4 separate regions of the Rattus norvegicus genome follow, and regions 2, 3 and 4 are each linked to region 1. A link is a contact called in public Hi-C data. All regions are on one chromosome and are shown on one strand. The core of a region is the stretch at or near the end of the contact, and the rest is flanking DNA. Distances in the headings are between cores, read along the strand shown.

What was found. A called contact is a pair of places that touch in the nucleus more often than the background predicts.
Region 2: a Hi-C map of liver shows a contact between it and region 1, with 2.8 times the contacts expected there. The contact joins the enhancer-like site here to the promoter of Glul in region 1. A contact is called at or near these places in 7 of 12 Hi-C or Micro-C datasets (the A7r5 cell line, Schwann cells, hepatocytes and 3 more).
Region 3: a contact with region 1 is called in a Hi-C map of the A7r5 cell line, with 5 times the contacts expected there. The contact joins the enhancer-like site here to the promoter of Glul in region 1. A contact is called at or near these places in 11 of 12 Hi-C or Micro-C datasets (the A7r5 cell line, the Rat2 cell line, Schwann cells and 6 more) and 1 of 1 datasets of contacts at active chromatin or transcription factors (oligodendrocytes).
Region 4: a contact with region 1 is called in a Hi-C map of the A7r5 cell line, with 2.0 times the contacts expected there. The contact joins the enhancer-like site here to the promoter of Glul in region 1. A contact is called at or near these places in 5 of 12 Hi-C or Micro-C datasets (the A7r5 cell line, the Rat2 cell line, hepatocytes and 2 more).

Annotation. Positions count from the first base shown.
Region 1 is chr13:68,574,428-68,577,438 of GRCr8, forward strand. Glul (glutamate-ammonia ligase) reads left to right here and starts at 1,639. Exons shown (of 7, transcript NM_017073.4): 1 at 1,639-1,757.
Region 2 is chr13:68,664,590-68,667,931 of GRCr8, forward strand. No RefSeq gene overlaps it. Among named protein-coding and RNA genes, the nearest start is that of Glul, 90 kb to the left of the region's middle. Within about 2 kb of position 1,327, at least 5 of the 93 cell types and tissues checked have an H3K27ac peak or open chromatin away from gene starts, as enhancers often do. A contact at or near this core is called in hepatocytes and liver, where this site is marked.
Region 3 is chr13:68,701,309-68,704,663 of GRCr8, forward strand. No RefSeq gene overlaps it. Among named protein-coding and RNA genes, the nearest start is that of Glul, 130 kb to the left of the region's middle. Within about 2 kb of position 1,328, at least 40 of the 93 cell types and tissues checked have an H3K27ac peak or open chromatin away from gene starts, as enhancers often do. A contact at or near this core is called in the A7r5 cell line and liver, where this site is marked.
Region 4 is chr13:68,645,376-68,648,617 of GRCr8, forward strand. No RefSeq gene overlaps it. Among named protein-coding and RNA genes, the nearest start is that of Glul, 71 kb to the left of the region's middle. Within about 2 kb of position 1,541, at least 12 of the 93 cell types and tissues checked have an H3K27ac peak or open chromatin away from gene starts, as enhancers often do. A contact at or near this core is called in the A7r5 cell line, where this site is marked.

The DNA.
Region 1 (3,011 bases), core at 389-2,888:
AGTCTCTCCAGCTTATACTGCCCTGTGAGGTGACAGTGTTTTCCTAATACTCTTCATGGTCCAGTTCCCACTGCTACAAATGCTAAGAGAGCTTGGGTAGTTATTAATTTGGCTATTAATCAAGGTGGCAAGAGGTGAGGTACGAATCTGGACTTGGGTTTGCCTGATGTGAAACCCCGCTGCCGAACGCCGTGCGAGTAGAACGCTTCACACAGCTGAATAGGACACTGGATTTGCAAGGTGTCTTTCTGGTCCAAAGCATACCAAAAAGCCCGTTTGAGGTGGATGCAGCTTCTGTGAGCCACAGTGTTAGACACACTTAGGGGAGTTGACAGAGGTTGACTTAAGAGGCCGAGCTATGTGTGTGTGGTCACAGGCAACATTTCTTTTTCATATTTGTGGTGCAAAACATAACCAGAAGAACAAACTCCATCCCTTCCTCTTCCAAAGGCACCAAGAGCATGGATTTCTGGTGTTAGAAAATCTCCATCTCAAACACCAGGGCTCCTGAAAACATATAATAAAGACCGGACATGAGGTAGATTTCATGTACTAGACACAGATTGCTCAGAACGTGGCATTAATAATATATGGGCCACGTCTATTTTTACAGGTAATTTCTGTGCACATTTTCAGTTTGTCTCATAGTGTTTACACATTATCTCAGCCAACACTGCAGGGTTAAGAAAGGAAAGAGAAACTCATTCCCCCCCCCCCCGCCCCGCTCCCCACATACTTAAAAACAAACAAGAAGCAAAAGCAGGGATTTCTTTCTTCCCTTGCTTTCTTATTGTTTGTTGAGACACGTTTTCTCTGTGAAACCCTGGCTGTCCTGGAACTCCCTCTGTAGACCAGACTGGCCCCGAACTCCGGAGATCCACCAGCCTCTGACTCCTGAGTGCTAGTACTAAAGGTATGTGCCACCACCACTCTTTAGCACACGGTCTGCATCCTGACTTCAAGTCTGGTGGACCGCTTTGAAAGTCCTTCCATCTGCTTTATTTTGCAGATCTAAGGAACTCGGGCACTGAGAGGCTCAGAGACTTGCGAGACACACAAGGCAACGTCAGTCAGTCTACGGTCCTCAAAAATCCTCTTTATAGAAACGTCACACTTGTGTTTAAACCGTGAAATCACAGCCTGATCACATCCCCCAAACCCAGTCAGGAAGCCAGGAAGATGGGGTCCTCCAGGTTCCGGGAATCCTGTCTGTCTCTGGCTCGCTCAACAAAGGGTAAAATTCTCTTCTGGGGTTCTGGATTTTCACCGACAGATCTCTCCGAAAACCTCTGTACTGTTAAGGTAGCAAAGGACCAAGGCCAAATGACGCTGAGACAGTCTCAGCCTGGGTCCGAGGGTCCAGAGGTCGCTAAAGAACGCGTGCTGCAAAGGCGCACAGCACCTTCGGCCCCGGCCCCCCAGCCGCCGCTGCCTCCCCTCCCCCATTCCCCTTTCTCTTTCTTTCTTCTGGGTCGCTCGCCCCACCCCGCGGTTCCTCACGGCTCCTGGGCCAATGGTCTCAGGGCCCCGGTGCACAGCAACTGATGGGCACGGGGTTCCAGGCCTAGGCCAGCCAATCAGGGCGCCTGGGGGCGGGCACAAGCTGCCAATAAAAAGTACTGAGCAGCCCGCAACCCTGCACAGCCGAGAATGGGAGTAGGGCGGAGTGTTTGAGCAGCACACCCATTTCCTCTCCGCTCTTCGTCTCGTTCTCGTGGCCTGTCCACCCATCCATCATCCTGCCGGCCACCGCTCTGGTAAGCGCACGGAGGGTCCAGGGGTGCACAGCCACCCGGGCTGTGGCGTCGCACTCTACATCCCAGCTCCAGTCTGTTGCTGCTTGGCGCGGGATGCAGCGTTCGTGCCTCCCGCGTGCTTGTAGCGTGCGGCTCGGGCCGGCTCTGTTTGGCGTTCCTAGGGCGCGCTGTGAGCCAGGCTCCGGGAAGGGCGGGGTTGCGGGTTGTTATGATCTGTTTTTTACTTGAGGCGGGAGGCGCCGCCCCGGAGGCGGGCGTCCTGGGTTGGCTACCAAGCCGAGATCCGGGGCGACTCGGTGGTCCCAGCGGGAGTGCGCTCTTCTTGCCTTAAGTGGGCGCCGGCGCCTTGATCCTCTCTGGGCGGCGCGATTGGGTGAGTTGTCACGCTGTGGGTGGTCTGGTTGAGGCTGGTGGTCGTTAGCTTTGGTGGCACCACTCGCCAGCACGCAACGCCTTTACCGTATGACCGAACAATGGAGAGCCGGGACCCCGGAGTGGCCGGAGGGCTCTGCAGTGGAGAGGCGGGGCCGGGCGGAGGCAGCAGCAGCACGCTGTGCCTCCCGCCGTCGCTCCACTCTCGCCGTCCGGCCTCTGTCCTCGCCGGGGTATGGCCCCTTGGGAGAGGCCTTGAGATCTGCGGGGGTCCGAGAGTCGGGGCGCCGACTTTCCGGTTATTTTAGTGGGAAGGGCTGCTTCTCAAAGTGGATTACCCCAACTCCTCCGGGGGCGGGAAGCGGGGATCCTCCCCCAACCGCAAATACTCAAAGAAAGCACCGGCTGAAGACATAGACGATGGAGAGTCTCGGTTCTCAGAGTCCCCTTCTAATACCTTCGGCTTCGTTGCCTACTCTGTGAACAACGGGGAGAAGTCGAGGGCTAAGGTTAAATCCCACCAGCCTACTTATTCCAGCACCTCCCACTCCGAACGATCTGGGTCCCCCATCCCATCGCCCTCACCCAGAAAGCAGCGTTGCTTAGACCAGCGAGAAATGGAGCTGGAGGAGAGGAACGAACACTACTCTAAAAAGAGGAGGATTAGAGAGTACAACCTCAATGTATTTGATTCACATTGGCTGGGGTGAGTAAAAAGGCAGGGAGAAGGACCCGGGTGCATCTGGCAACAAGCAGAAACTACTCAGAATCTTAAGAACCCGTTCCACTTTGCACCACAGGGACACTAGTTGGTGCTAGGTACACTAGGCTGCTGGTACCCAACTGGTTTCCAGGAACAGAGGAGGAACCCAGGTTCACCTA
Region 2 (3,342 bases), core at 77-2,576, 90 kb after region 1:
CCCGCTGAGTCTGTTTGGCTTTTTACAGGCACCTCCAAGTCACAAGTGTGTGAACCTTGTAGGAGTCATTTCCCCTGGTCTCTGCTCATCATGTTCTTTCTGATTATGAGTCTCTCCCTGTATCCATTTAAAGCCTTCCTACACTTCAAGGCCAGTACAAACCTCCCTCCTCTGCAAAGCCTTTCCAGAATGTTCCTCACATTTAGTGCTAGCACTGATCTTGTTTTAAGTGGGTTAGATTGGCTTCATCAGATGGCTTTCAAATTCTAGGAGGATAGAGGGCCTATCGAATCCTTTCCCAATAGTATTCCAACCACCCCCAAGACTCCTTTCCTATCTGCTTCCACTGTTCCTTTGTTCACTTCTGACCAGCTCCTAACTAATTGAATGAAGGCAGAGATCCATTCATGCTTGCTGATTGGTTGATTTATTCAGAGCTTACATTAAAAAGAAGAAAATAATAAAGCAAAATAATAAAAGGTTGAGTGTGATCGATGCACCCTGTTCTGCGCCTTTGAAAAGGAGTACATCGAAACCTATAAAAGCCTTCGTGTATGTTTCTCTCATTTAACCACCCACCAAGAGATTCTGACTCTAGCCTCTGCCTTCCTCAGAATAATTCACCCATAAGTAGACACTAATTAGCATCTGTTAGTGGTACCTACCTGGGCACTGGGGAGATGGCTTAGTAGTTAGCAGCACTCACTGACTCTTTCAGAGGACGCAGGACGCAGGACCCAGTTCCCAGTTCCCAGCACCCACTATGGCTTTCAACCATCTGTAACTCCAGTTCTAGGAGACCTAATGTCCTCTTCTGATTTCTACAGGTTCCTGCATGAATGTGATGAACTTCTATATACTCAGGCACACACACATAAAATAAAATGAGATATTTTTGTTTTGTTTGTTTTTTGAGACAGGGTCTCTCTATGTAGCTCTGGCTATCCTAGACTGCAGACCAAGCTGGTTTTGCACTCACAGAGATCCACCTTTCTTTGTCTCCAAAGTGTTAGGATTGAAGATATGTGCCCCACATGCAGCTAAAATAACGGGAAGTGAAGAGAGCTGTGGGCAATTGTAAGAGATGACAAAGGAGAACCAAAGGTTCAGGGACCAGAATGAAGGGCTTCGGCTTTCAAGAGCACAGATTGATTCTCAAAACAAGTCCTGTTGACTTAATGCTATGAAAAGGACCAATCACACAAGTGGAGCCCCAGCCCTGAGCACCTGAAGAGACTTCTGGGTGAGGGGAGGTGGCCCTAAGCCCTGTCTGAGGGATGGCCAAAACTACCGGTCTGTGTAACAGTCGGGAAAGGTTCCCGAAAAGAGCTAAATTTAGCCCGGTGCCTGAGGGCATGAACTTCAGAGGAAAAGGGCAAATGAGGAATCACTCAATGTGCCAGAGAGAGAGAGACCAGCAAGCTGTACCCACGCCTGGTGGTTTACAGTAACAGCCAAAAAGGACTGACTGTCTCACCGGGTGCTACGGCTATAGCAGCTACCACATGGCTGCCTTATAGCCACAGGCACCTGCTTGTGCGCGTCTCTGTCTCTGAGGGAGTTTACACTGAGGACCTAGAGTCTTCCTGGACATTTAGATCAGGAACTTGTCAATCCCTCATGCCTGCTGAGAAAACTGGGAAACGTGAAGTCTCTCAAGGATCTAGGTAAAGGGCTGAGCGTTACAAAAGCATGTCAGCTTGTATCCAAGGAGCTGCAATATTGGAACAAGCAGTTTCCAGTGTGCAATAGCTTGGCGATGTCATGACAGAACAGCACCTACTGATGGAGCACAAAGAAAAGCATCGAGTGCATTGTTGATCTGGACAATGAGTCTAAATTGGGGAAAGCCATAATGAAGGTGGCTTGAGGGCTCTCATGATTAAGAGCATATTTCAAAGTAAGAATGGAGGGCACCTCCTGGGTAGCTAATTTGTAAAGAGTCACCCTTTTGTAAAGAGTCACTCGGTCCTCAGAGGTGAGTATCAACACCAACGTACAGATGTGGCTGCCAGCTCCAAAGCCTGAGTTCTTCTGCATGGTTCTCTCTGTTCTCCATGGTTGCAGAGTCTCATCCAGGAGGAACCTACAGAAAACCAGTATAACCAGAACATAGAGGAAGGGAGGGGGGTTCTTGTTGGTAAGATGTCAGGTTATCTTGGACCAATCAAAAGCTAACAATCTATTGACACCCAGCTTGGTAACTTGCTACCTGAAGTTTCTATTTCCTGTAAAACGGCTAACCTCTGGTGAATACACTTGGTAGGTAAAAGGGGATGCCCCCCACCCCCACCCCCACTCTCTTTGCTTTTAGCATAAGATTGCCTTTCTGCTCCCTGCCCAGTTCCCTTGACCTTTGCCCTCAGCACCAGGAAAGCGCATACTTGCCCAACCTTTATGCCACACAGTTCAGAGCAACACATGCTCTAATCTGGACTAAGTCCACTTAGCAGAGGCATAGGTGGCCCTCTGCTGACCCTTCCTGGAGACTCTCGTATTGCCAGGGTTCTCCCATCTGTGCTAATGGGAATGGGGAGAGGATGAGGCGAAACAGACAGAAAACTGTTCTTCCACTGTTAAGTCAGGAAGTGGCCCCTCAGGTAAGCACCATGTCTTCCTCCACTTTTAGCTCCTCCCATTTCTTTGCGTCACTGACCATTAGCTTCCTGAGACATATTCAACACCAAAGAGGCCGGCAAGCATCAAGGCACTCCTTCCCAGTTCCAGACATCTAAGACCTGTATTCAGAGATTGCCTGGCCCCCATTGGTCCCTTGGTTTCCTTTGCTCTTCCTGTCTGAAGGCTACTGTTCCTAACAGCTGTGTCTTGGGCATTTTTCTCTTCTTAAGGATCTCAGGCTCTCTGGTCCGGAAAAATCTCACCCTTTGGTGTGATTGTGATCATTGATCATGTTGCGATCTCTCTTTGCAGTCCCAACATCTGCTCCTTCACTAGACACCTCCACTTGGAAGTCTGGAGACACAGTGGGTCTTTACAAGTGGTTCAATCGGAGGGGGCCCAATTTGTAGCTCAAAGGCTAACATCCCAGGCAGGGGAAAGCCTCTGGGTTCCTGGCCCCCTTTACCCTTGTTGCCTTGTGAGGTCAGTTGGAGCGCTGAAGTGTCGAAAGACTTGAGATTACCATCCTGACTACCTCTAACATCTATTTGTCTCTGGGAAGATTATAGGACAAACTGAGGTACGCAGGATGCAGTCCCGATCGGAATTCTAGTTCTGGTTTGGGGCATGACCCTTTGCCCCTCTGAGTCTCTGGAGGAGGTTGAGCTGGATGATATCAAAAGTCTTCTGAATTCACATTTCAGTGGGAGACATCCCCAGCAC
Region 3 (3,355 bases), core at 78-2,577, 130 kb after region 1:
CGTTGCTATTCTACAAATATCTCTACTTGTTGCTGTTTAAAAATAAATAAAATCAGTAACACACAATTTGTAAATCATGCGAGTGCCCAAAGGATACATGAATTTATACACATTCCACAATATTTTCCTTGAGTTCCACCCCCCCTCCTTTTTTTAATGAAACATTCAGAGTTGAAATACCTAGTGAAAAGCTGGCTGTGGTGGTGGTGCATGCCTTTAATCCCAGCACTGGGGAGGCAGAGGTAGGTGGACCTCTGAGTTCTAGGCTAGCCTGGTCTAAAGGGCTAGGTCCAAAACCGCCAGGGCTACACAGAGAAACTCTGTTTTGAAAAGCAAACAAATGAACAAAGTTTTAAAAAAAAAAGAAGAAAGAAAAAGGAAAGAAATACGTAGCGAGAATTTTCTATTATAACACAATAAAATAAACTCTTTAAATGACACATTTTCTTTTTCTTTTTTTCTTTTCTCTGGAGCTGGGGACCGAACCCAGGACCTTGCGCTTGCTAGGCAAGCGCTCTACCACTGAGCTAAATCCCCAACCCCCAATGACACATTTTCTAAAGAAGCAATCACACTCTAATGTGTTTTTAAATTTGGAGTTTTGGTTTTTTGAGAGCTTTCAAGGGAATGCACACTTGTATAGAGCATTTTTTCTTTTATTAGATTTTTAAATTTACATTTTAAATGTTACCCCTTTCCCAGTTTCCCCTCCAGAAATCCGCTATCCCATCCCAGTGTAGAGCATTTTTTTATGCCTTTTATATATCCTGCTGTATTCTTAGAATCAAACATAAAATGCAGTTACTTAATTCTCTAGTAAAATGTCATCTTCAGAATAATATCCATATTTTGAACTGGTGGAAAAATACTGTGTAACAGGAAGATCAAAATAGTGCCTGTTGCTCCACCAAAGGGTGACTTTGACATTTGCTGTTACACATTGCTTCAAATTAGGTTTGACTGTTAAGTATGTGACTTCCATCTTCTGGCCTCAGATTTGGCATCTGGGAGAATGGGAAACTGTACCCCACGTCCCCTGGGGTCACTTTGAAGTTCAGAGAGACAGGAGACCTTAGAGGTGTATTCCCAAGGAACCCACCCCTTCCTTAACAGACTCCAGCTGTCATCTCACCTTCTTGGCTCCCTTAACTTTAGTCTGCAATCCTTCCCTACCGGATCTTGAAATACTAAAGGGAACAGTGAAGATTTTCAATTCCTGGACTGGAGCGCCCCCTAGGCACACAGAGCTAAACTGTGACGTGCTTCGACTGACTCAGGATTCTGGGAAGTTGATGTCTAGGGTCACCACCAGATCCTTGAACTTCCCGGTTTGTATTGTGAGGCAAGCACCCTGGGACTTTCCTGACTGGGCAGGGAGGGTGCAGGGAAGGAGACAGAGAGGGAGGAAGTGGCAAACGCTGTCCAAGCAGGCTCTGAAAAGGCTATGCAGGGTTGCTCCTTCAACACATGTGAGGCTAGAGTGGGGGCGGGGTGGAAGATATACTAGAGACTCAGGAAATGCTATCCAGCAGGAAAATATTCAGCAGCCGTGGTGAGTGCACGGGGACTGAAGAATCATCACTTAAAAAAAATAAATCACCTTTAGAGCAGGACTCACCATTAGTGTGGTACTCACCTTTCAACCCAGGGTTCAAGAGGCTAGAGACTGGAGAATCTCTGAGTTCGAGGCCACCCTGGTCTATAAAGCAAGGGCCAGGACAGCCATAACGACACAAAGAAACCCTGTCTTGAAACAAAACAAAACAACAAAACCTGTTAGAACAGAATAACCCATTACATGTCAATTGTTTCTGTTACTACTCTCTTGTTACAATGAATCTTATATGTTCATTTTAAACAATGATTCTTCCTGCTTATGACATTTTTGCTGCATTTTTATTTTCTCTCCTCTTTTTTTTTTTAATACTAATCACCTATATTCAGAGTTAACATAACCAAAGCTTTGGGTCATAATGGCGTGTTCCATTTTGTCTCTGTATGTGTACATTGTGGTGATCTAGTGTGTGTGCAGTATGTGTGTGCCTCTGTGGTATATGTATGTGATACATACAGCATGTATGCATTATACATTTCTCTCTATGAGTATTATATTATATTATATTATATGAGTATTATTGAGTGCTATATGTTTGCGTGTGGTATCTTAACTGTATATTTGTGTGGAGGGTGTGTTACTGTATGTGTAGCGTGTATATTTGTGGTATATATTTCTGTTTCTGCAAGGGTTAATATGGTTTGTATATGTGTGTTCAAGTATGTGTGTGGGAGGGGTGGGTGTGAATTTGTGGGTGAACAACTGTGTGTGTGTGTGCCAACTATGTTCATGTTTACTGACTCTAGCTTCTCAGGTCCAAATTCAGGCCTCAGTAACCATTCTGGAAAGTGAGATTTCTTAGGAGCTCCTGAGACTGTGGCTAGCATCTAAGAGTTGGGCAAAGCACTTTGCATGGTAGGTGTTTGAGAACCTGCACGGTCACTGTGTATGCTGGGGGCAGTGACATTCCTCCACTTCTGCAGAGGCCAGCGTCTGCTGCTATCAGCAGTCAGCACCCTCAGGAGCCTTTATCACAGGCCACAGAGCGTTTGACTTCACACACTATGTGTTTTTTCTCTAAGACATATTTTCATTCCCTCCTAAGACAAAAGATCTCTTGGGTGAATCGGTCAGTCCTTTTTCCTTGTTAGGACAGTTGATATCAACTCTGTCAGCCTTTTGGTCGGAGCAGGAAGGGATGGCACGTATCCAGATCTGCAAGGTGGCCTTTCCCCTAGTTTCTAGCCACAGTTCCGACTTGTGTACACACAGCTCCACAGTGAACATGCCCTGCTGTGTGGCTCAGTCAGCCTCCTACCTCCTGACCTGGGTCTTACACAGAAGGCGAGACAGTCATGACGCCAAAGCATTCAAGGTTTAGTTCTCTGTTTAACCCCTTAAGTGGATTCCTCCAATAACCACCAAGAGGTATGGCTATATGCTAGGTTAGATGCAGGGAAGGGGAGGGGACTGATGGCTGAGAGCTTGGCTCAGGATAAGATAGAACCCGTGCTCATCCAGAATCACTCCTTACTCTGTGACTAGGATATCAGGATCTTTGGGGTCTGTTTCCTCATTTGACCCTGACTTATTGAGTGTTGGGCAGTGAACCTGGTACAGGGTTCATAGTGTGTGGACCACAACCTTTAATTCAGTGTATGTGTTGGCTTCCTAGATCTAGCCTCAGTCTGAGGGAGAACAGGTTGGGAGCGGTGTTCTTCCCAGACACCTCTGTAGTCCAGGTTCTAGAAATAAATAATCTTTTATATACAATTTAAGATGTTCAAAGCTAGGGTTGGG
Region 4 (3,242 bases), core at 291-2,790, 71 kb after region 1:
ACTTCTTGGCATCTGCTGTAGTGTCTGGGCTTGGTGTCTGCCTATGGGATGATGGATCCACAGGTGGGCCTATAATTGCAGTTCTTATGCCGGATTTGGCTAGGTACTAAATTCTTGGCTAACCTATGCTACACTGTAAAGTGAGATTCCCCATTTCTAATGAACAAATCACAAATCAACCAACCGGAAAATACACACAAACAGACAGACTGACACCCCAAACAAACAAAGAAGAAAAAAACCTCAGGCTGTGAGACTTGGGGCTAACTACCTTCAATCAGATTTATCTTGGTCACCCATTTTTCTTTTTAATTGTTCTCTTTGAAGTGTGGGGATATCAATGGCTAAAGTGGCTATCATGAAAACACAAATTAGGCTCTGGGAATGGCCTCTGTCTCTCACATTTAGACTCTTGCCTTTAGATTGCCCGCTTTAGATTGCACTGCATCACCTTAAGAAGACTTTTGCTCCTTGTCACGCTATTTACTCTGGCGTCACATTTACTCTTTGCTATGTTCTAGGCACTGGATCATATATTCAGGACACAGCCCTGCCACAAAGGACCCTTCATCTAGGAGATGGGTGGACAGCCGGAAACGTCCTCTGTGGTACTGTCAGGGGGATGAGGAAGAACCAAAGCATGAACAAGACTCAAGATGTCGAGGAAACTCAGTAGAGGGACAGTCTGGGATAGCAGATCCAAGGAGGTAGGACTTAAAATGGTCTTAGAAAACCTGGAAATGGAATTTCCATCAAGGCAAGAGAGGAGTGGTGCTTCAAGTACTGGGGACAGCATGTCAAAGGCATGAGTGGGCGATACCAAATAGCAGAGCTGGGAAAACAGCTGCAGCCTGTTGTTGATGGAGGACCAAGTGCAGGGAGAGGGTGGATTTGTAGGACCTAAAGCTGAAGTGGATAGGAGCCAAACCACAAAGGTCTGTATAATAAGAGTGTGTAGGGTACAGCAAGGGCAATGAGAGCTGCAATTTACAAAGTGCAAATTACCTATGACATGCCTGACTCTCAATCCACTTTCATCAGCCACTCTCTACGGCCAGGGAATGAGGGCTGCATTATGGTAGGCGTGGTTCCTCTGAAACCCACACCTAGGATTCCTGGGTAAGAAACCTTTGCCATGCTCGATGGCTACACACAACTGCTGCTATGTTATTTTTCTTTGTGGGGTTTATGATCTAGCAATTGGACACAAGATACAGTATGTCCCTGCCACTGTGTGAGTCAGCACCTTAGCTGGAGAAGCTGATGAGGAGCTGTAAGGAAGGGTCAGGGTTATACTCAGCCTCTCACAGCAAGCTCCCCCTTCTAGATAAATCTTCAGTTTGAAAACCAAGCCCATCAACTGACAAAGGGGCAAAAGAAATGTTCCAAATGCTGACATATTATCTAGCAATGAAAAGAAATAATACCCGTTATGGCACAGACACACTTAAAAACATGCAAGTCTTCACATTCCTGGATGGTGTGGGCCTCCCCTCCCCTCTGGCTCTGGCTCCGACGTGCGTCCCCAGTGACACAGAGTGTCTATGTCGTCTGAGGTGCTAGAGCCTCCGGTTGGAATGCTTTTCAGTTCTCCTCCTTCCTAGCCACAACCTGACCGACCTGACCTCCAGGATGGCTGGACAGCAACTCCTTCATGAGGCCTCGTACTTGTGCAGTCTGCCCAGCCACCCTTCCCCTGCTTCTAGGCTTCTAGCCTGCTTGCTTTGCTTCCCCTTCCCTCCTCCCTCGCCTTTCTTTTTATAGAGTTATTTATTTTATTATTTTGTGCGGATGAGTATCATGCCTGCGTGCATGTGTGTGTACCAAATGCTCGATTGGCGTCCTGTGCAAGAATAACGCATGACTCAACTGCTAAGCCGACTTTCTAGTCCCAGCGTGCTTTCTGTGCAGTTCGCTGTCTAAGCTTTACACTTGGCACCTGTCTCCTCAGTTTTCACTCCTACTTTATGATTTTGCTACTTTGGGCAGCATACTTAACTTCTCGGTGCTTCAGTTAACTCATTTATAAAAGGGGAAGATAAATCTTCTTCGTAAATGTGATATGACATTAAAATGCCAGTGTAATTAAATATATATTATTTAATATAGTATCATGTATTTAAATATATGTTTTAATATGTTTATACACTTTAAATATAATACATGATACATATTATATATTATTATATAGTATGTCCCTGGGGGTCTGGGAATTGCCTTGGGAACTGAGCCATGACCCCGAAGTTAAGGTCATACAGGCTTTAAAGCCTGAGATCTACAAACATCTGTGCCAAGTTAATCCACCAATCAGGAATTAGGGATAGGGAGGTTTCCTTAGACCATGTCTTTGTTGTACACTTACCCTGCTCCTATTGGTTGGGGTATTCAACTTGCTGTGTCAAACATTCGTGTCTCAACTTGTCTACCAGGATGGGACTTGTCTAACATTCACGTCTTAACTTCGCAACCAGGCTGTCAGTTACCCAAGTCCATGTCTCTTTCTACCAAGTAGGATGTCAGTTCCCAGTAAACTTTACTCGACCATTGCTTGAAATGGAAGTCTTATTTTAAATAGTTTTTGATATCTCTTGTTGTGTTTTATAAAAAAAAAAAAAAGAAAGAAGCCAGGGATATATTTGGTGGAGACACGGTATGATGTGGGGAAAGGGGGTGCTTCTGCAGGTCCATACTGAGGTATCCCCTACCCCTGAGGTACCAGCCACATGATGCTATAGTATAGAATAGAGTTTATTTAAGGCATAGGAAAGGGAGTTGAGGGGGTAGTAGAGACAGAAAGTCAGAGAGAAAGAGAGAGAGAGAGAGAGAGAGAGAGAGAGAGAGAGAGAGAGAGAGAGAGGTTGGCCATGAACCAGTGGAGAGAAGAGGAGGGGAAGGGAGTAAGAAGAACAAGAGCAAGAGAGTGAGGAGGGGGCAGGCAGCATCTTTTATAGTTAGTTAGGCACACCTGGCTGTTGCCAGGTAACTGTGGGGGGAGCTTCAATGAAATGCCAACATCTCTTATGTTGGGGTCCATCCCAGGGGCAGCTTATAAAAACAAATACCATAAAAGCTTATACACAGGTACAGGAAGTGCTGCTGGGTGATTGGTTTGGATCCAAGCTTTTTATGGGTAACTATACAAAATAGTTTTAACTTCTATCATGATTGGTTTCCAAGGGCACAGAACATAACAGAATATATAATCAACTTGGTATTAGAAAGTTTCCTAGTAACAGCAGAAA